Linked DNA regions of Mus musculus: all the other regions are linked to region 3. A link is a contact called in public Hi-C and promoter capture Hi-C data. All regions are on one chromosome and are shown on one strand. The core of a region is the stretch at or near the end of the contact, and the rest is flanking DNA. Distances in the headings are between cores, read along the strand shown.

Evidence for each region. Promoter capture Hi-C pulls out the DNA fragments that hold promoters and counts their contacts. A called contact is a pair of places that touch in the nucleus more often than the background predicts.
Region 1: a contact with region 3 is called in a promoter capture Hi-C map of liver, with 7 times the contacts expected there. The contact joins the promoter of Chn2 here to the enhancer-like site in region 3. A contact is called at or near these places in 16 of 39 promoter capture datasets (the 3T3-L1 cell line, the HPC-7 cell line, cranial neural crest and 8 more), 39 of 484 Hi-C or Micro-C datasets (the AML12 cell line, the AtT-20 cell line, CD4 T cells and 24 more), 24 of 115 datasets of contacts at active chromatin or transcription factors (bone marrow-derived macrophages, craniofacial prominence, differentiating embryonic stem cells and 15 more) and 3 of 9 other capture datasets (adipose tissue, liver and pancreatic islet).
Region 2: a contact with region 3 is called in a Hi-C map of cerebral cortex, with 3 times the contacts expected there. The contact joins two enhancer-like sites. A contact is called at or near these places in 17 of 484 Hi-C or Micro-C datasets (the 63-12 cell line, brain, cerebral cortex and 9 more).

The regions. Positions count from the first base shown.
Region 1 is chr6:54,038,133-54,041,826 of GRCm38.p6, reverse strand. Chn2 (chimerin 2) reads right to left here and starts at 1,895. Exons shown (of 13, transcript NM_001163640.1): 1 at 1,672-1,895. The coding sequence starts at 1,720.
Region 2 is chr6:54,386,425-54,390,105 of GRCm38.p6, reverse strand. All of the region lies in intron 3 of 9130019P16Rik (RIKEN cDNA 9130019P16 gene), which reads left to right. Among named protein-coding and RNA genes, the nearest start is that of Wipf3, 41 kb to the left of the region's middle. Within about 2 kb of position 2,100, at least 22 of the 459 cell types and tissues checked have an H3K27ac peak or open chromatin away from gene starts, as enhancers often do. A contact at or near this core is called in brain and cerebral cortex, where this site is marked.
Region 3 is chr6:54,240,569-54,243,785 of GRCm38.p6, reverse strand. The region is part of intron 6 of Chn2 (chimerin 2); the gene reads right to left. Among named protein-coding and RNA genes, the nearest start is that of Gm15527, 13 kb to the left of the region's middle. Within about 2 kb of position 1,450, at least 16 of the 459 cell types and tissues checked have an H3K27ac peak or open chromatin away from gene starts, as enhancers often do. A contact at or near this core is called in brain, cerebral cortex, forebrain and 3 more, where this site is marked.

The DNA of each region.
Region 1 (3,694 bases), core at 646-3,145, 200 kb after region 3:
CACAGCAGCTGTGATCCACGCCTCCAGCGGACCCTGAGATGATGCTGTCTCCTCGCCTTCCTCAGTTGGCCCCCTTGCTACCTTTCCCCCCCCTCAGTCCATCAAACGGGCAGGCTTTGGAGAGGGAGAAACATGTGCTAATAGGAAGCCAACATCTCTGCATCTTAAATTCAATGTTAGTCAACCAAAATGAATTGAAACGCAGCAGCAGTGGTTTGAGGGTACTAAAAATAAGCCTTAGCATTTGCTGAGTTCTCAGAATTAAAACCACAGGCGGTCAACTTGTTGCTGTTCTTAATAAGAGCTGACTGCTCTGCCCACCAGTCCCTACTGCCAGCCGCTTAAACTACCGGACACCTAACAATGCTGTTTTTATTAGTTGGCAGCAGTCATTAAAGGAAATGTCATTTCCCTGGGACTAAACTTTCCCTGGGACTAAACCTGGCCAAAAAAAAAAAAAAAAAAAAAAAATAGCATGTAGCTTTCAAGAGAACACCTACACTGGTCACAGTCACCTTGTGTCTACAATCTGATTAGTTACACATCCATAGCTATGATTCCTTTTAATGCCTGCCTTCCTGCCAGTGCTGCATCTCTTCTCCACTCCGGATTTAATTTTTGGAGAATAAATAAAAGGAACTCAATTGTGGACACCATACAGTAGTAACACACTGAGCATTCCCACCAGGACTTGAAGACTGTTGTCTTGGACCCTTGAGTTCTGTATACCATGCCAAATGTCTTACCAGCCATCCCTTCAGGGTTTCTTATTAAAGTTTTCAGTGACCAAAGGGGTAGTAGAACTGTACCTAATGCATCAGTCTGATTAGAAACCTGTCATGTTCAGAAACCAGAGGGGCTGCCTCCATTGATTCTTATGCATTCACATTCATTATCATTTTTTTCTGTTCAATTAGACCTGCTGATCAACCATAGAAAAGCTTGAAAGCCCTTCTTTCACCCAGCCACATTTAACACTGAAAAAAAAAGAAGCCTTGAAAGTAAAATTACAGCCCCCACCGCCCCCCTCCCGCGCGCACACATGTTCTCTGTGTCTGTCTCACAGTCTCTCTGTCTCTGTCTGTCCCTACACACACACACACACACACACACACACACACACACTCACACACACACACTAAACACGCCAGGAGTCAGAGGCTGGGCTCAACCTCCATTCCACTATCCCACTTCAGTCAGATGAGCAAGACACATTTTCGTCCTGGCTGCTCTCTCAAACCCATACCCCAAGCGAGTGTCTCCAAGGAGCTAATTTCTGAAACAAACAAAGAAATCCGAGTCTGCAAGGAGCTGGGGTTTGCACCCTTCTTTGGCTCTGAGTATCCAAGGTTTCTGGCACCAAGGCAGACAGGTCCCGAGCCCAGCTGTGCCCTCAGCTTCCCTGCGCCTTCTGCCCCTGTTCCAGCTGTGCAGAAAGTGCAAGGCTGCTGGCAGCTACTGCTCGCCAGGAGCCCCAGACTCCAGGTCCGCACGCCTAGGACACCACCGAGTCCCACCACTACACTGTCACCGCTCAGACGCAAAGGTGTTGACCACCTTAACAAGTGTCCCAGTGACGCTCGTGTCCCGCGCCACGCTCTCCTAGAGCGGGAGGGACGGCCACAGGTAGACTCTCCATCCCAGCACGGGCGCCCGCGCGCTGAAACTCACCAGAGGACACGGAGGAGCCGGACAGACTAGAGTTGCTGGATGCTGCCATCTCGGCGCCGCGCGTCACCGCTCTCTCAGTCCTGGTGCGGGCGGCGTCGCCGCTGCCCTCGGCCGGCTGCTCGCAGCCCGCGCGGCCCCCAGCCCATGGCAAAGTCCTGGGGACGCGCGGGAAGCACCGGCCTCCGGACTCTGCCTGTACTTCCTGCTCCGCCAGATGACGCGCTGCCGCCGCCGCTATTTATTCGTGCTCGCCGTCCCTCTCGGCGCCTGGGCGCACTCCGCTGCGGGCGTCGAGGTGGCAGGGGCACAGCGAGGCCAAGGCGGCCGGCCAGGAGGATGGGACCACCTCTCTCGGCGTCCCCGCTGTCCCCGCCGCGGGCCCGCTCCCTGCGCGCGACTGGAACCTGGGCGCCCTTCGGCTCCCGGCACTGACTCTAGGGATCCAGCCTCTCCCGCCGCCGCACTTCGAGCGGCCCGGGCAAAGGCGGGGGAGACAGATAGACAGCGACCTCCCCCTTCTCCCTCCTCCCCAACTCGGCTCGCGCGCGCACACAAAGGAAGGAGAGGAACGCCGGCGCTCCGGGCTGAATCCGCTCGGCCGGCTTGACAGCTCCTGCAACCCTGGCTGCAGGGGGAGGCTGCAGACCAAGGGGTGGAGACCATCAGGACTCGGAGCCTGCCCCGAGGTGTTGGGCACGCCGCCAGGGACGCGAGGCGGGCCGGGCAGCAGTGTACAGTGCTGCTTCCCGAATTAGAAGGGGATGGAGGGGTCGTAGGAGGAAGGTGGTGGGACTGGCAGCAAGCTCTAGGTTTGGATCAGCCACACAGCTCGGGGGAGGGGGTGCAGGGGTGGGGGTACTTCCAGAAGGAGAAGACAAGGTCTCTAAGGATTACGTGCGGGTTTGGAGCAGGCCAGGATGCCACCAAGGCTGGGAAGCGCCCTTCCCATCACCCTTTAATTTGTCCTTTGTTGGTCAGGAACCGAAGGTCCCTGCCCTGCCACAAGAAGCGTCTCCTAAAGCAGAGAGAGCTGATCTAGCTACACTTAAGTACCCCAGACACTGGCAGGGACAGTGCCCCCAAAGTCCACTATGCTTCTGAGACCGGTGCTAAAAGAAATAGAGACATCCCAAAGGTGGCATCGGTCTTACACAAAGAAAGTGGTTCTCTGCCCCTTGGTAGGATCTTCACAAAAGACTGACTCTGCAGCAGGTGCGACTGAATCCTTTAAGGATAAGGAATTGCCTAGGTGTACCGGAGAAAGGGACTGGAGCCGGTGTGTGCCATCCTCCTGTATTTAAACCTAAATTAATTTTACTGGAAGGAAATGTCATGCAGATATATATTTTTTAAAATCCGTTTCACGCTCCCAGCAGGGTAATCGGTTCTTTCATTCCTAAAGCTACAGAAAAACTGTGAAATTTGAACAGAAATTGTTAGATCAAAGGGAAAAAAAGCAAACATTAAAGGAATGAAAGTACTCTCATTATAGAGCAAAACGGAAAGTGTTCTCATTGGGAGCGGCACGATTTGAAAAACATGGCTAAAAAGGACATAGTCCATTTGAAAATGATCAGGAGTGACTCTGGAACAGCAGCGAGGTCCTGGGGGCCTCCACATCGGAAGAGGACCTCATGTACAGTGAATAATAAATGTTAAAGGATCATGATATGCACTCATGTCACATTTTCTACTTGATTTAAAGTATATGTTATATCCCCACCACCACCGGGGATGCCATCCCAGTGTGACTGCCCAACAAGTGCCCCACCCACTTTTGTTTGTTGATTAGTTTAAAGGGGTGGGATGGGGTGAACTTCTTGCTGAAAGCCTGTGGGCCACTTCAGTTACACTGAGCATTTTCTTCCTGGACTCCATTTACAGGGGCTCTTAAGACAGATCTGCCTGGGTCAACTAGACTCAGGTACTGCCAAGTCTCCCTACCCCAGACACTTTTGGAGGGCACTGCAACCTTGAGGTGACCTCATCTGGAGCCTTATGGGGACATATACTCACCCAGCAT
Region 2 (3,681 bases), core at 851-3,350, 150 kb before region 3:
CATGAGTTCACCATTCTATTCTTTATGTATGCCTGTGTTTATGCCTGTGTGTATGTGTGTATACATTTACACTTGTGTGTGCTTTCACAATTGTATGCATGTGAAGTCCAGAGTACTAAGGTATTGGCTACTTTCTTCTTCTTCTTCTTCTTCTTCTTCTTCTTCTTCTTCTTCTTCTTCTTCTTCTTCTTCTTCTTCTCTCCATCTCCTTCTCCTCCTCCTCCTCCTCCTTTCTTGTTTTTGTTTTTTGAGACAGAGTTTCTCTGTGTAACCCTGGTTGTCCTGGAACTCACTCTGTAGACCAGCCTGGCTTCCAACTCAGAAACCTGCCTGCCTCTGCCTCCCAAGTGCTGGGATTAAAGGTATGTGCCACCATGCCCGGCTCCTCCTCCTCCTCCTCCTCCTCCTTTTCTTATAGTATATCTCATTGGCCTGAAATTCCACCTACAGCCTGCTAGCCATCTGCTTTGGGGTCTGCTGTGTGGCTATTGACCTGCTCCCTCCCTTCCTAGCTTGCTTCCCCTTGCTGACTTGGCTTCCCAAGCCCAGGGCAGGAGGAAGGAAGAGAGATGACAGAATTACAGTGGTCACCATGGTGACCTTGTATTCTCACACTAGTTACAGATGGCTCTTCTCCTGCGTGTCCTCATTCTCCCTGTGTTGTGGGTTCAATTCTCTTTCCTCCAAAGATAGGTGGAAGCTCTAGAGCCCAGTATCTTAGGATGTGACATTATTTGGTAACAAGATCTTTGCAGATGTAATTAAGCTAAAAGGGAAGTCTTCTTGGATTAGGATAGGCCCTATACCCAATGAGTGATATTCCTAAGAACACAGGCATTGGTACGCAGAGGAGAGCGCCAGGAGGAAGGCCATGTGAAAAGACAGTCATTTAGTTACAAGTGAGCAGACACCTGGGTTTGTGGGCAGCTGGCAGGCATTTGAAAGAGGTCTGGAAAAATTCCTCATAGAGGCAGGCCCTCCTCACACTCTGATCTGGGCCTCCTAGCTTCCACATCTGTGAAACACATTTCTTGTTTTACATTGCACAGTTTGGGGCCCTTTGTGATAGAGGCCTTAACCAGCAGACACACCCTAGTTCACTTGCCCTCAGTGCTGGTGTTGCTGCTGCCTGCAGACAATGGGTTCCATTCTTGGTTCCCCGCTGCAACCAGATCACTGCCCTTGCAGGTAGCTCCTCTTGGCCAGGACTTCAAAGGCTCTGTTCCCCAGATTTATCTTCGATGTGGCTCTTCTGGTCAAAGGAAATCTGTGTCCTCCTCTCCCACGTCCACTCCGAGAGCTTAACAGGCTCATTTCAGTGCAGGAGGGCTCCCCGACTCATCCACAAAGAAATTATTTTCCTGGATTTTTTTTTTTCACTCCAAGCTCCTGGTTGTAAGTTAAGTTAGCTTGTCATTAGCTCTGACCTCTCATTGATTAGAGAGCATGCAACAGGTCAAGGCCATTCTGGTGCTCAGCAGTGGATAATAGGCATGCTCCTGTCTCCGGAAATTTCTTCCAGTGATGTTTTAGAACTCTTCTCCCTACCCTGGCCTTTCACATCCTTAATATGTTTGTGAGTCTAAGAGCCTAGGAAGGGGTGTGGACCAGTGGGCAGTTCCCCTGGTTAGTCCTTCCGAGTAGCTGGCTTGTAGCCCATAAAGTCCTTCCTGCATTGAAGGTGTTCTTTTCTTCAGTGAGCATCACCACACTGTACATTGTAAAATCACTTTGTTTCACTGAACCATGTGTCCCTGGAGGTCCTTCTGGGACTCTGCACTCCTCCAGTTGAAGGCTTCACTGAACTCCCTGAGAAAGTTTTTTCCACCTTTATTTTATCAGCAACACTCTGATTCTCTTAATGTTTAGTGTGTGTGTGTGTTGCAAGCAATATGAAACTGACATCTCAATTTGTATGTGCAGTTGTTTCTCTGCATTAGAAAAAGACTGAATTGCCTAGTTATAAGCTACTGGCCTAAACCTTTTAATTCATTCTGCCCATTGCTCTGTGGCTGGCTTGGCCCCTTGAGCTTCCCTTTGCAGTGGGGTTAGACAGTTCTTGGAGTTTGCCTCCAGACATTCGGTTACTCAGAGCTTTCTGTGCTTTTTGAGCAGCCAGCCAATTCTCCCGCCCCTGCCTCCCTCTCACTTCGGTAGTGCAGGGAACATAGGCTTCAGCCCCTGCATCTGGATTTTTACATGGATTCTGAGACCCAACTCGGGTCATCAGACTTGCAAGACCATCCTTCTGCCTCCTAAGTCTTTCCCCTGTTCCTCCTTCAACTTACTGTATATTCTGTAAGGCAGAAATCAGGAAGCTGAAAACACAAGCTAGCAGATCCCTCTATTTTCGTGTCTTACCGCCTGTTATGTTGTGAATGCCGATTAGATCCCACAAACAGGATGTAGGCATTGGAAACTAGATGGTGGAAACTGGGCAGGGGCATCTTTTAGTTGCCTTTTTATGGACCCAGATCAGGCATAGGCATAAGTGGAGTTTGTTTCCTTCCCACCCTGGAAGTGGTCCAGTGTTCATTCTCCAGACCTGTGAGTGGCATGCAGTCATGCAGGAGCCATGGAATCGCGGCCCACTGACTCCTGTTTGGTCCTGCACCTCAGTTGGGAGGCCTTTTTCCCCCCTTATACTCAGGACTTCCAAGATAAGCGTCTTGATCTCTTGGTTTTGTACCTTTTTAGTTGGAATAGGTGTGGCAGGGTTCCAGACCGCTCAGTTCTACAGCATTCTGGGGTCATTCGTGGGAGTCTACCATATGGCCTCAGTCAGTTTCTCTGTATTAAGTCCCCTTCCACATACAGTCCCTAGGTGTGGTTTGCTTTCTCTTTCTGTATTGACTTGGCAGATGCAGGCTTGCCACATTGCTTCCCATTCTCAGTGATAGACAGGAACCCTGTTTAACCTTAGTTGCTGGTCTCAGCTTTCCTGTGGGTAGATCAGGTTGGTAAAGTTTTGGTATTCAGCACAAGAGATTTTTAATACACACACACACACACACACACACATCTGCACCCACAATGTAACAGGTAGTAAGGCATGAAAATAGAGGGATTTGTTTGCTTGTTTTTTTTAAACTTCCTCAACTTGCTGATTTCTGCTGTATATATAGTATACATATAACACACACACACACACACACACACACACACACACACACACACACACGAACTGACAACTGGAAGAGGGAAATCCTAAGTTGAAAGAGATCTCAGACTAAGAGGTCTATATCCTGCCTCTGGCCACGGCTCTACCCTGTTCTAGTCAAATGACCTTCAGTAAACTCCCTTTCTTGGGACTGAGTTTCTTTCTCTTTGAAATAATGAATTCCAGCTGTCTTCCAAAGCTGATTTTAGCTCAAAGACTCTGTTCCTACAAGGTCATTGTGTGTGATATTCATCAGAGGGCTTGGTGCTATATAACCTCACCCATCGAAGCAGCAGCATCCTTGCAAATGGCATGCTCACCCACTTGCTCACCAGCCTGCTAGCCGTAGTAGGCGCTAAGTTGCTTGCTCTGTCTGCTTGCTGTTCTGTTTTCTATTAATAGTAAATTGATGTAAAATTGCTGTTCCTGAGACTTGGAGATGTTGCCATTGGAAACAGGCTCAATTCATCCACATAACCATTAAAAAAAAAGCAAGGTAAATGTCATCGTGAAAATGGCAG
Region 3 (3,217 bases), core at 201-2,700:
TAGCTAGACAATTCATAGGCCACAGAGAGGGGTCTCCTATGTTCACACTGCCCAATGGTAACATGCTAATTACATACCAATGCCTACTGACATATCGTTACACTCATAGATTAATGCAGCTTTCAACCCTCATCTGAGAAGCTCTTATTCGCAGTAGCTGATGATTAACACAGAGAAAGACTCACAACTGGACGTGGCATGGAGAATAAGAGACTGAAAGATCCTCAGCCCTAAATGGAAGATATGTAGTGTACCCCTTTCCTAAAGGCCAGGGGTCACTGAAGAAGAGGGGAGTAAAGAGGGTAAGAGCCAAAGATAGTAGATGACTCAGGAAGCATTGTTTCTTGGTGCGGCAGGGCAGCTGCGCATATAAACTCACAGCAGTTGTGACGTCACACACAAGACCTGTAAAAGTCCATGCAATCAGCATGGAGAGGGGAGGTGGACATAAAGTCCCGTCTGGAGAGGGAGAGACACTTTTCTTTAAACAACCAGGTCCTAGCACTTGGCCGGGGGTGAGGAGGGGTGAGAAAGCGTGAGCTGTGTAGGCCTTCCTGTCCTCTGCCAAGCTCAGCCATATCATGTGCCTTTCAGTTTGCCAGGGAAAGAAGGTAAAATTGTAAGACAGAAGGCAGGAAACAGAAAGAGCTGTTGTTAACGACGTATGGTTGTGATGCACGCAGGGCCATTGCTGCACTTATCTCTGTGGGTTTTTGTGGTCCACAGGGAACTGCAAAGTCCCTTTGAAATGAGACAGGTCTCATCTGAGTTTGCCCATGATGCTTCCTCACTTTACAAAGCCTGGGTATCATAAGCATCTTCATGCAAAGGATTGGTTATGGTCACAATGAAGAACAGATCAGCAACGTCGAACTTCCCCAGTCTACCTCCTGCTGTCTCCAGCCCAATGCGCACATCTTCCCAAGGTCACCTCCTCAGGCACAAGACTTTCCCTGGTCCTGCCTGGCTTTCCAGATCTTATCCGATGGAGCCCGTTTGACCTGTGTAGACACTACTTGCTGAAGTGTAGTTAAAACAAACAGAACAACAACAACAAAACCTCCATCTGCAACAGTGATTGCAGATACATAATAACTGCCTGCTGACTTAAACAGTGAGAAGAAGGACTGTCCCCACAGACCACCACCCGCAAAGCAGGAGCTGCTTCCTGTGATGAAAAAGCAGCCACTGGGAGAGTTGTGCTTCTTCCTGCAGACATGCCCTGGAATTTCTTTTTATATTCCAGGAGCGGCAGAGCTGTCAGCCAACAGAGGGCTGTCGACATCACTGCCTCCCACGTGTCTACTCTCGTTCCACACCAGACTTTTCCTTCTGTTTCTTACAGCGAAAATACAGCTCAAAAGAAAACCACCATTCTAGTCAAAAGGCCAGGGCTAGCCGCTCAAAATGCTCTTAACTATGAGTTAAGCAACAAGAGACACACTGGGATTACCCATGATGCAAAGCAAGCCCCAACTGTTTCATCGACTACTAACCGTTTCATGTTTATTATCTTCTCTGCTCTTCTGTTTAAAAATAAATAGTAGTCTGGATGACTGACAGGCACAGTTAAATCTACCATATTTCCCTGTGTACATATTTACTAATAACCTCAGTTCCTTCCAGCAAGCACTCGTCCCATTTATTCTTTGGCTCCCTTGCCTCCTACTCCCTCAGGGGGGCTCTTCAGTTAAGAAGAAGGAAGAATTCAGCAGTGTCTATTTAGATCTACTGGGAGCTTAGGGAAATTCTTGCTAACCTTTTTGCATTTCAGGTAGAGCATCGGGGCCATAATGATGCTTCAGCTCTTTGCTGGTTAAACTTCAAACCATTTCACCTTTCCAGAGTACAAAGGCAAAAGCAGGAGGCGGCCATCTCTGAGGGATGAGGTATACTGTAGCCGTGACTTCAGAGAAGTGTAGATTTTGCGTTTTATCTGGCCAGTCTCCAAAGCCCTTAAATTCTACAGGAATGGATGGTATCTGACTGCTGTAGATGCTGCCTAAGCAGTCTCAGAGCAGGATGCCCTAGCTGAGGGCCTCTGGAAAAGAAAACAGGGTTCTGTCTGATCATCATCAACAACAAAACACCCATCTAACTCAGAGGGGGAAAAAAAGCGAATGTCAGCTGCATACCAGATGCAGAATCATCTAAGGAGCTGTTTATATCTGGCATCAGGATTAGGATTTTTTGGTCAAACTCACAAAAACTAGAGTCATCTGAAAAGAAGTAACCTTGATTAAGAACCTGCATCCATAATACTAGCCTATAGGTAAGTCTATGGGGATATTATCTTGATTAATGACTGATGTGGGAGGGCCCAGACCACTGTGGGGTGGTACCTTCCCTGGGTAGGTGGTCCTGACTTGTATAAGCAAGCAGGCTAAGCAAGCCAGGGGGAGCAAGCCAGTGAGCAGTATTCCTTCATGGCCTCTGCTTCAGTTTCTGTCCTGACTTCCCTCCGTGATGGAGCGTGACCTGAGAGTTGCAATCTGAAATAAACCCTTTCCTCCCTCGGCTGTTTTTTGTCATGGTGTTTATCATAGGACTAGAAACCCCAAGCAAGACATTGATAATTGGGAAGGTTAAGGTTAAAATGAGACTTTCTAGCAAAGGGATAACCAGAAGCACAGATGCTGGGGAGAATTGGCTCCTGGATCAATCTACACTGCTCAGGCACTTCTGTGGCTCTTCTCCCCAATTGTCCCAAATGGGTAACCCTCTGTGATGGTTTGTATATGCTTGTCCCAGGGAAGGACGCTACTAGGAGGTGTGGCCTTGTTGGAGTAGGTGTGTCACTGTGGGCATAGGCTTAAGACCCTCACCCTAGCTGCCTGGAAGGGAGTCTTCTCTTAGAGGCCTACAGATGAAGATGTAGAATTCTCAGCTCTGCCTACACCATGCCTGTCTGGATGTTTCCATGCTCCAACCTTGACGATAATGGACTGAACCTCTGAACCTGTAAGCCAGCCTCAATTAAATGTTGTCTTTAATAAGACTTGCTTTGGTCATGGTGTCTGTTCACAGCAGTACAACCCTAACTAATACACCCCCTGATTGTTGTCTTGGTAAAATTATTACCACCTGCTACCCCGCTCATTCTCCCATGTGGGTTCTTGCTCTGGTGATAAACAGCACTTAGGAGATGCTGTGATGTAGCCTCCCTAGCACCCACAGTGTGTCTATCATGTGCTATGTGTGAAGCCTCCCAGTCATG